2 separate regions of the Canis lupus genome follow, and region 2 is linked to region 1. Evidence: chromatin contacts called from public Hi-C data. All regions are on one chromosome and are shown on one strand. The core of a region is the stretch at or near the end of the contact, and the rest is flanking DNA. Distances in the headings are between cores, read along the strand shown.

What was found. A called contact is a pair of places that touch in the nucleus more often than the background predicts.
Region 2: a Hi-C map of blood shows a contact between it and region 1, with 3 times the contacts expected there. The contact joins the promoter of RCAN1 here to the promoter of ATP5PO in region 1. A contact is called at or near these places in 2 of 9 Hi-C or Micro-C datasets (both in blood).

The regions. Positions count from the first base shown.
Region 1 is chr31:29,064,260-29,069,478 of UU_Cfam_GSD_1.0, forward strand. ATP5PO (ATP synthase subunit O, mitochondrial) reads right to left here and starts at 3,057. Exons shown (of 7, transcript XM_038581415.1): 1 at 2,947-3,057; 2 at 1,647-1,697; 3 at 17-127. The coding sequence starts at 2,982.
Region 2 is chr31:29,671,616-29,676,834 of UU_Cfam_GSD_1.0, forward strand. RCAN1 (calcipressin-1) reads right to left here and starts at 3,242. Exons shown (of 4, transcript XM_038581430.1): 1 at 2,908-3,242. The coding sequence starts at 3,150. CLIC6 (chloride intracellular channel protein 6) reads left to right here and starts at 3,493. Exons shown (of 10, transcript XM_038581426.1): 1 at 3,493-3,790; 2 at 4,507-4,647.

The sequences.
Region 1 (5,219 bases), core at 1,807-4,306:
ACAAAAAACTACTTACTGCTACTCTCAACAATTCCTTTTCTACTTGTTCCAGTTTATTCTGTTTCGATGCAGCAGAATAAAGGGCAGTGGCATAGCGACCTTCGATACCATATATCTGAACAGGTGGCTTTAAAAAATGGATGGAGTAGAGAAGGAAGAGGAAAGGAAAATCAGTTAAGACAATATCATACTGCCAACAGAAGGATTTAACATTTATATTAAAAAATGACATCATTTATAGCACACAACCCTTTAAAGATGTCATCGAAGAGCTATTTTGAATGGCAATTCTCCAATAAACCAGAGCTGTTTCCATGGCCAGGTCACTCAATCTTTGAACTTCCAATTTTTCATCTTAAAAGTGCTGAGGACACAGGGTGTCCCTTTCAGCTCTAACTATAAGTCAATTACCTTAATTCTGAGATGAACTCATGCTTCCTTTGAACTCCATAACTAATCAGTTCCAAGTACTGGAGATTTTAAACACTGATAGAAGGACAGTTTTGTACGTTAGAGCCAAGAAAACAGGTATTAATGAAACATATACAAGTATATCTTTATACATTTCACAGTAACATTATAAATTACTCCTGGGGTGCCTGGGTGGTTCAGGCAGTTTAGCGTCTGCCCTTGGCTCAGGTCATGATGAGACCCACGTCATATGGCTCTCTGCTCAGTAGGGACTCTGCTTCTCCCCCTCCACCACCCACCCTCTGCTTGTGCATGCCCTCTGTTTCAAATAAAATCTTTAGAAAAATATTTATTTATTGATAAGAGACACAGAGAGAGAGGCAGAGGCACAAGCAGAGGGAGAAGGAGGTTCCCCAAAGAGAGCCCGATACGGGACTCGATCCCTGGACCCCAGGATCAAGCCCTGAGCCACAGGCAGATGCTCAATCGCTGAGGCACCCAGGCGTCCCATGAATGAAATCTTGAAAAAAAAAAAAAAAAAAAAAAAAATATTCCCTTACAGTGCCTTCTCATCAATGTTCAGTTTAATAGAGCTCTAACAACTTAAGTAAGTGCCTGGTCCTTGAATTATTTTTCACAAAAAACTACAGGCTTTTTCCTATATATGACTACAACATGCTTGGTGGTGCTATACGGTCATAGTGAGAAAGCTAAGGCCTGGAATGAGAAAGATTTAGTCCAGCTCTAAGACCAGGCTGAGTAACACTGGGCAAGTTTTCCAGAGTCGGCTTCCGCTTTTGTAAATGGGAAGGCCAGCTACTTTCCAGCACTGTAATGGGGTTTGAGAAGTTCTCAGAGGAATGCATGGATGGCTCAGTGGTTGAGCATCCACCTTTGGCTCAGGTCCTGGGATCGAGTCCTGTCCTGCATCAGGCTCCTTCTCCCTCTGCCTGTGTCTCTGCCTCTCTTTCTGTGTGTCTCATGAATAAATAAATACAATCTTTTAAAAAAAAAAAAAAAAAGGAAATTCTCATAAACGTTATGCATGGGCCTGCCGCACATCCCACATTCAACGTATTCCATTCCCTGCCCTCATGCACACATCACCTTTTGGAAACCACAGATCACGCAGAAAGGTTTAGGTGGCACTTATACAAACATCTATGCCCTACTGTATTGCCGTTGGACTCACACATGTTCATCTACTCCACAATTAATTAGAAAAGGGGACATACCCTCACGAGCTTGGAAAACGGCCTGACCACAGATGTGCTAAAGCACCGCACCTTTAAAACAGTAATAAAACATTTCAAACGATTAGTTTCCGAGTATCATCACACAGATTACCATGAGCTGCTATTTATCCCCTAGGGGTAAAGTCCCCCCCCCCCCCATTGAGATTCATCCCTAGTTGCCTGGGAAATAGGCTTTCCCACCAACTCCCCAGTTTTGCTAGAAACAGGCTGAGGCTAGCACACGTCAGTGTAAGAGAGAAAACACAAATATGGCTGAAATACAGTTTTCAAAAAAAACCCCCAAGATGACGATGATGATTTTCAAAAAAAACCCCAAGATGATGATGATTATTTGCATTTATATCACCACCCGTGTATTATTATTATTTGCATTTATATTTCCACCCGTGAGGAAGGATTTTAGTTTAAAAAAAAAAAAAAAAAGGGAGGCTTCCAGTCGTGATGTGCAAGAGATACACCTTCTTAGAAACCAAATGATATAGGAAAACGGAGACTGATCCTCTGAGCATTGCAGCCGTCTAACGTGAGCCCAAGCCCTAGTTCTCAGACACGGGATCTGGCCTCCCGAGGAACCGAGCTGGAGCTCGTTTAAATAGCATCTGCAAGGGCACAGGTCACCTTAACATAATATCTCAAATCTGCAGCGTTATTACACCAAAACTGGCTGCGGGGATCCAAATACTTCATCACGCATGAACACTCAGCCAAGCGGCGAGGCGTCGTGCCATGCACCGTGCTGCCTTGTAGCCTAAACAGCACGGCTTTCCCTTCCCACTCCATCTTCCGTGTGACTCTGCGGGCTCGAATCTCAGCTCTGTGCACCCCTTACTGGCTGGGCGGCCAAGGCCGAGTCACTTAAACGCTTCCGTCTCCTTCTCTTTGCACAAAGGTGAAAAATGGGCTTTGCAAATAATCCTGAAGCGTTACTGGTGGGCCCCTGAGAGGTTTAGGCACAACGACAGAGTTAAAGGACTGGGGGCGTGGGGCGTGTCCTTTCCTCGGCGTCCGGGGCAGGCCCCCCGCCCCCGCGTTGCTCCTCAAGCTCAGCGGCGTCCCGAGGCTGTGCTCCGGGCTCCCCAAGGTCAGGCGCGCGTCCCCCTGCGCCCCCCGCCCGCAGGGCGCCGGCAGGGCCGCTCGCCCCCACTCGCCGGGCCCCACGAACCCGACGGCGGCCACGCTGTCCCAGCTGCGGCCTCGCCCCGCGGCTCCTAGGGCTCTGGCACATTCCGCCCTAAGAGGGATCCTCTCGCTAGTTTTCAGGACCTCCGTCCTCTCTCACCTGCCGGGACAGCCCGGACACCGCTGGGGCGGCCATCTTCTCCGGGGGGCTGTAGGTCAAACCCGCGTCAGAGAGACTCAAGGGCGCACGCGTGCGTCAGCGTAGCCGCTCGGCCCTCTGGGAAATGTAGGCGCAGGTGGTCAGGCCGCATGCGCAGGGGTCGCCGTCAGGCTGGGAGTTGTGGTTCTTAGAAACAAGTGTTAAAAGAGTTGGACCCGCTGAGCTAGCGAGCTCGGACAGCGCCTTAAGTTGAAATCCTTGTTACCACGTAATCCTTACCTGTACGGTGGATTTGTTGTCCCTCGTTTTCAAATTTCCATCTAGACAAATAGATAAGTTAGATAAATATTTCCATTTTCAATTTCCATTTAGGGGCTGCCCCGGTGGCGCAGCGGTTTGGCGCCGCCTGCAGCCTGGGGTGTGATCCTGGAGACCTGGGATCGAGTCCCACATCGGGCTCCCAGCGTGGAGCCTGCTTCTCCCTCTGCCTGTGTCTCTGCCTCTCTCTCTCTCTCTCTCTCTTGTGTCTATGAATAAATAAATAAAATCTTAAAATAAATAAATTACCATTTATATAAATAGATAAATTAGATAAATATTTCCATTGTAAATTTCCATTTAGATAAGTAGATAAATTAGATAAATATTTTCATTAGATAAATAGATAAATAAGTTACATTTATTCCCCAATGCACTGCAGCTCCTTGGATATGGCCATAATAGTGGTTTGTGATTACTTGAGTTTTGGGGTTTATTTAATGGTTGATTTACATGGTAGTTTATTTAATGCAATTATTTGAATTTTAGGGTTTATTTAAACCACATATATAGTTTCATTTTTTATGTTGAGTCTCAGGACAGCTCTGAGACGTAGGTAGTCTGGTACTACCCCCCCACCCCCCACCCCCGCATATGTCCCATTTCACATTGATGACTAGCATCATTAGGATCTTTTATCCCTTCTTTCCTCCGCGTCCAAAGGATGTATCAAGCTCAGTTCTTCCCTCTGCATAAAAGGAAAGGAGCTGTAGGGCTCCAGCTGCAACTCTTCCTGCTCAGTGCCTGCCTGGGCGGTGACAGCTCCTACCTCCACCCCCTCCACCCCTCCACCCCCTCCACCCCCCCACCCCCATCTCACCACCAACTCGTTGGTCTGTAAGGGGATATGAGGTTCCCGGTGCCTGAATTCTTGATTCTGGGTAGAGCACAGTGGTTATCCGAGGTTATCTTGGGGTTGAGCAAGTGTGACATTGAAACTGAAAACCCAACACTAGCCTTGGCCAGTTTCTCTGCATTCACAAAAACAAGCGATTTTCAGCCTATTTCACCCTAAATGGAGCTTACTCTTATTTTCCTCTTCTGTACAGTAGAGAACTGGCGAGCAGAGCACGGGTGGGTCGGAGTTCCCTGGTTGAAATTAAGGGGTCCCGCGGTCAATTAAGTTTTTTTTTTCCTGTTCAGATCCGTTACAGGAACACAGATTAATATTCATTAGTTTACCCTTGTAAAGAGCAGTTTTCTCCCCATACATAATACTTGTAAGAATGCAGAAAAGTGCAGGGAATATAATTACTGTCTTTTTCATCACTCAGAGGCAGCTGTTGTCAATATTTGAGTGTCAGCATTTGAGCAGTTTTTTTCAGTATTATAATGGGTATTATAATAATACCTGCCTTATAGATTATTAGGAAAATAAAGATGTTATATGTATATGAAGTATTTAGAGCAATTGCCTGGCACAGTGGCACTCAGTGTTAGTTCCTTATTTTGCATTTGTTGTTGTTACATATATGGATTATAATTTATATACAATTTAGTTTCTTGCCTTTTTCCTTAATACAAGAGGAAAAAGAATTATATGTGATTTATGAATGTGTGCTTACAATATAATATAGGAATATTTCAAAGTTCTATAATTTTCATAAGCATATTAATGGCTGCAGAATAACCCATCAAGTGAATATTCTGTATCTTAATTATTCATCTGAACATAATTCAGATGGTTTCCAGGTGGGTTTTTTTTTCCCCATTTTAAACAATACTGCATCTCCTGAGCATCTTAAATACAAACTTTTTATTTTTCATACTTAGAATAACATCCAAGTAGATTTCCAGAAGCAACACAACTTAGTGAGAGGACATATACTTTAGAAGCTCTTGCTGCATGAAGTTAGGCTGCTTTTTAAAAGATTAAACCTATTTACACTTTCACTAGCAGAGCATATAAACCCATGTTTCACGTCACTATGCATACTATTTTCAGAGGCTATTTT
Region 2 (5,219 bases), core at 1,992-4,491, 610 kb after region 1:
TGGGTGCCTCTCATGAATAAATAAATAAAATCTTTAAAAAAAAAAAACAAAACAAATAACATCTGAACCCCTCCCATGGCTGCCAAGGTCTCCCCTCCCCCCATGGAACCATTCCTCGGCTCTGGCCACCTTCAGCCACCCCCTACTCTCACTTGGCCACAATGGTCCCTTCATGTCCTCTGGATACGGTTAGTTCACCAGGGCCCTGGAACTTCTGTATCTGCTCTTCCCTTTGCCTGGACGCGGGCCATGCAAAATCTACACAAGGAGCTTCTTCCTGCCAGCATGTCCAAGCTGTGCGGAGAGACCTTCTGGGGCCTTTCCATCTAAAGTGGCCCCACGCTGACCCCTCTCTGCATGTCCTCTTTGCCTGCACTGTCCCCGGGGCCTCGCTCTGCCATCCCTACCCTGCTTTGGGCTCTGGAAGGCTGACCCCACCTATGGACCCTATTGCTGGGGCTCCCTGGCCTCCTGGCTGCCAGCTGGGTTCCGCCAAAGAGATCAGAAAGCCAGGGCAAGTGTGGGCATTTCCTCCTTGCCACTCTCTGCTTTAGCATCTCAATCCCACCCCCTGACACCTGCAGCTCCTGCCAGGCAGCCGCTCTCCTAGGGCTGTGGCAGCTACTTCTACCCCTCAACCCAACACCCCTGGTTGACTCCCCCCATCCTGCCCCGATTAACCTGTTCTTTACTAACTTGAACCATCACAGTGGACCTGTTAGGACTGATACGACTCCGCCCTTGTCCCCTCCTTGGTCATTCCCTAGCATATTATCCTATTTTACTCTCTCAACTGTGCTTGTCACTCTCTGAAATTACCCGGTTCACTTACTTTTCTCAATTATCTGACCCCTCCTCACTCACTAGAGCATAAGAAGGAAGCTCATCGTGTTTAACACTCTACCCAGCAGGCTTACACCACTGCCGAGAACATAGTAAGCGTTCAATAAATAGCAAAAGAATAAATAAAGGTCTGGATGCTAGCCCACTGTCTCCGCTCAAAATACCACCTTGTTAGCAAGTGCTTCCCTGATCATCTTATATAAAACATCATCCTCCCTTCCTTCCCAGATCTCCACTCCCTCCTCCCTATCTTCCCCCCCCTTTTTTTTTAAGATTTTATTTATTTATTCATGAGAGACACACGAAGAGAGAGAGGCAGGGGCACAGGCAGAGGGAGAAGAAGGGAACCCGACGTGGGATTTGATCTCCGGTCTCTAGGATCACGCCCTGAGCCAAAGGCAGGCGCTGAGCCGCTGAGCCGCTGAGCCACCCGGGCTGCCCTATCTTCTCCCTTTTACTTTTTTCCTATAGCACTCTCACCTCCTGACACATGTCATATTTGTTTACAGTCTGTTGCCCCCAACAAAAAGGTGAGCCCCAAAGACAAGGTTGCCATTCCATTCACTGCTCTCCCCCTCAGAGCCTAGAACAGTGCCTGGCCCAAGTGGAGTCTCCAACACTTGTTAAAATGAATAGCCTGCAAAGTGGACAAAATTTCATGCAAAGCAATTTCAGGAATGTCCCCAACACTTACCGGGAAGACTGTAAAACTATGAAAATGCCACACACCCAAGCGAATAGGCACAGTCTTACATGACCTGACCCTGCTCCATCTGAAAGACAGCCTGGGACCCCTGGGAAAGAGACTTGATAGCGCTGGCTAGACCTTGCTCTCAGGAAGAGAAAAGGTCTTAGAATAAGATGAGTGGGACCCTGTATTTATTACCACGATTGTTGCTTTAGGAAGCATGCACAGGAGCTTCCCTAAGCACACGCCACTCTAAATCCTTCCTGAAAGTGGATGGGCACCTAAATCACAAACAAATGGGACGCGAGCACGCATTCTCTGTTCTCCAGTGGTGTTCCTCTTGGCAGCGGCGTTCAACTACAAGTTCATTGACAGTATACGCAGACCCAGAGCCAAGCATGGAAAGCATCACTTTTTTTTTTTTTTTTTGACAGCTGCTCTCCTCCTGAGGCATATCTCTCAAAGACAGGCTTTATTCTGCAATGCCTCCGTTGTCCAAATTCTATTGTGCACGCTAATTGCAGATCTGAAATAAATTCCTCCTCCCCGCCACGCCACCACCACTGATTACTCATACCTGCCCCCTCACCCTCCTAAGTTTCTAAACTGGGTAGCTATTTAAAATAATAATAATAATAATAATAATAATAATAATTAAAAATGAGCTCCTCATGTACTGAGTGTCCCGATGGTGGCATGTCACCCCTTCACGTAGCAAGATTCCTGACTATTGTAAGGGCCTAGAGAATGGGTCCCTTCCCCCTCCCCATTCCCCCCCCTTTGCCCTCCCCAACACTGTTCCACCAAAACTGGCCAGCCACAGGATAATGAGCAACCACAGATCCTCACCCAAACATTGGCTTTTCTTCCAAGAGTGCAGATTGAGAATGCAGGGACGTTGTCCTATTTATGAACAGTGAGTCACGTCGCCGCTGCACGTCTGTTCCCAGCTCCCGATGAATGAGGGGAGCCCCCTTCCCCAAAGGAGTTACTAAGCGCAGAGCGACGGTGCAGCGTGCCCCGGGGGCGGCAGTGCGCGCTCCCGGCCCCCCCCCCCCCCCGCTGCGCCCACCCCGGGGCACCCGCGTCTCCGGGAGGCGAGGACCAGCCGCGGTCCACGGCGCTGCGCCCGGAGCCCCGCCTCGGGGTGCGCGCGCGGCCCGGCCCGGCCCGGCAGGTGCTCGGGGACCCGGGAGCCCCGGGGAGCGCGCCCCCGCCCGGCCAGGAGCGGCCCGCGCGCGGCGACCCGCGCTGCACCGGCTGCCCCGGGCCCCCGGCTGCACAGGCTGCCCGCGCCGCCGCCTCCGGGCAACAAGTGTCCGCCCTCCGCCCTCCGCCCTCCGCCCTCCGCCCTCCCCCGACGGCCCGGCCCTCACCCGGCACAGGCCGTCCACGAACACGCGCGGGTCCAGGTGGCAGGCGATGGTGGCGCTCGGCAGGTCCTGCAGGTCCACCTCCTCCATCTCGCAGTCGATGAAGCTCCAGTCGCCGCCGCCCTCGTCGGCCTCGGCCGCCCCCGAGAACGGCGCGAAGGGCCGAAGCGTCCCCCCGGGCTGCGCTCGCGCCTCGGCCGCCTCGGCCGCCGCCCGGAGCCGGGGCCCGGCCACGGCGTCCTCCATCCCCGCGCCCCAGCCCGCGCGCCCCCCGTGCGCCCCCGTCGGCCGGGCCGGGCTCGCGCGCGCGCCCCTCGCGCTCTCCCGCCCGCCGACTCGGCGGCTCACCCCCTCCGGCTCCCGTCGCTGCCGGCGGCGCTCACCGGGGCTCCCCCGCCCCGCTCCCGACGCGGCCTCCGCGCGCAGGCCCCGCCCAGCCCCGGGGGCGGAGCTCGGGAGGGCTTAGCGGCGGGCCCTTTAAGGCCGCCCCGCCCCGCGGTCGACGGTGCCCCGCCCTTCCAGGAGAGGAAGCCAATAAGGGAACGGGATTGTCCTCACGTGACCCTCATGCTACCGCCCTCAACCCGAAGCCTCGCGGTGGCCATACTGGTTAGGGGCAAAGGCCTGTTCAGCCAGTTCCACTTTTCCGGCGGCTGGTGTCAGCTGCGCGGCGCCAGGCAGCGTCTTGGGCGCCGGATGGTACCTGGAGCCGCAGCGCTTCTCTGGTTCCCCAGGCGGTGACGTTTGGAGGCTCGCAGGCCAACTCTGGGGGGATTTAAGCGAGATTCAGTTTTGGCTGTGGCTCCGTGGCTATCGGCAAGCGGTTAGATGCTTACCGTATATGATCGCATATAGTCGCAGCAGGCGATGCACCAGCCTTATTTTTGTATGTCCGCTTATTAGTCATCATTGTTCAAAATTTAAACAATGTAAATTTTTGGGTTACCACTAAGTGCTATCTACAAGAGGAGATAGATAATGAAAGGAAGAAGCATCGGTCCCTACCATTGGGGAGTTTGTAGAGGGAAGGCGAGCGGTTAGATGCTTACCGTATATGATCGCATATAGTCGCAGCAGGCGTTGCACCAGCCTTATTTTTATAAGTCAGCTTATCTATCATTGTTCAAAATTTATATGATCAGAAGTGAGTATTTGGGTTACCAGTAAGTGCTATGTACAAGAGGAGATAGATAATGAAAGGAACGAAGCATCGGTCCCTATCATGGAGCTTATAGAGGGAAGGCGAGCGGTTAGATGCTTACCGTATATGATCGCATATAGACGCAGTGAGCGTTGCCCTAGACTGTTGACGGCAGTACCTTATTTTTATCGTTGCACTAGGCTGTTGACGGCAATACGTTATTTTTATATTTCAGCTTATTAGTCATTCTAGCATTGTTCAAAATTCACATAATCAGAAGTAAATGTTTGAGTTACCACTAAGTGCTATGTACAAGAGGAGGTAGATAATGAAAGGAACAAAACATCGGCCCCTACCATTGGGGAAGTTTATAGAGGGAATGCACAAGTTCTCAAAACAGCTTCTCTCTCTCTCTCTCTCTCTCTCTCTCTCTCTCTCTCTCTCTCTCTCTCCCCTGGCAGGCAGAATAGATGGAATTCCTTCGCCGTGAAAGACGACGTGATGCAGTGAAAACCTAGGTCTGAATTTCAGCTTTGCTGTTAATGACTGGGACGAGTAACTTGAGTCTTAGTTTCCTGATCTGAAAAGTGGGGTCATATATGGTAAGAGTCCAGGAAGGGCCCAGTACATGGTAACCCTGTTTATGTGTATAGGGTTCCTTGGAAGGTGTAAAATCAGACCTGTATTTTCTCCTAAGGTAGGCTTTCCCTATTTAGTTATGAATTGTAAGCAATTATAATAAAAAGTATATCTGGGACTCCTGGGTGGCTCAGTAGTTGAGCGTCTGCCTTTGGCTCTGGGCGTGATCCTGGAGTCCAGGATCAAGTCCCTCATTGGGCTCCCTGCAGGAGAGCCTGCTTCTCTCTCTGCCTATATCTCTGCCTCTCTCTCTGTGTCTCTCATGGATAAATAAATAAAATACTTAAAAAAAGCATATGTCCAGCTAATAACAGATTTATTCAGAACATGCTGTGTGCTATGATTGACATTGTGGCAATCTCACAGCGATGGGTGGCCACCAAGAGCTTAAATCCAAGTGGGGTAGTAATATGCATGCAGAGATAATTGATGAAATAGAATGTGATCTAAGGATTAAGAAATGGAGGAGCCATCCTACATTGCTGATGGGAATGTAAAATGGTGCAGCCACTTTGGAAAAACAGTCTGGCAGGTC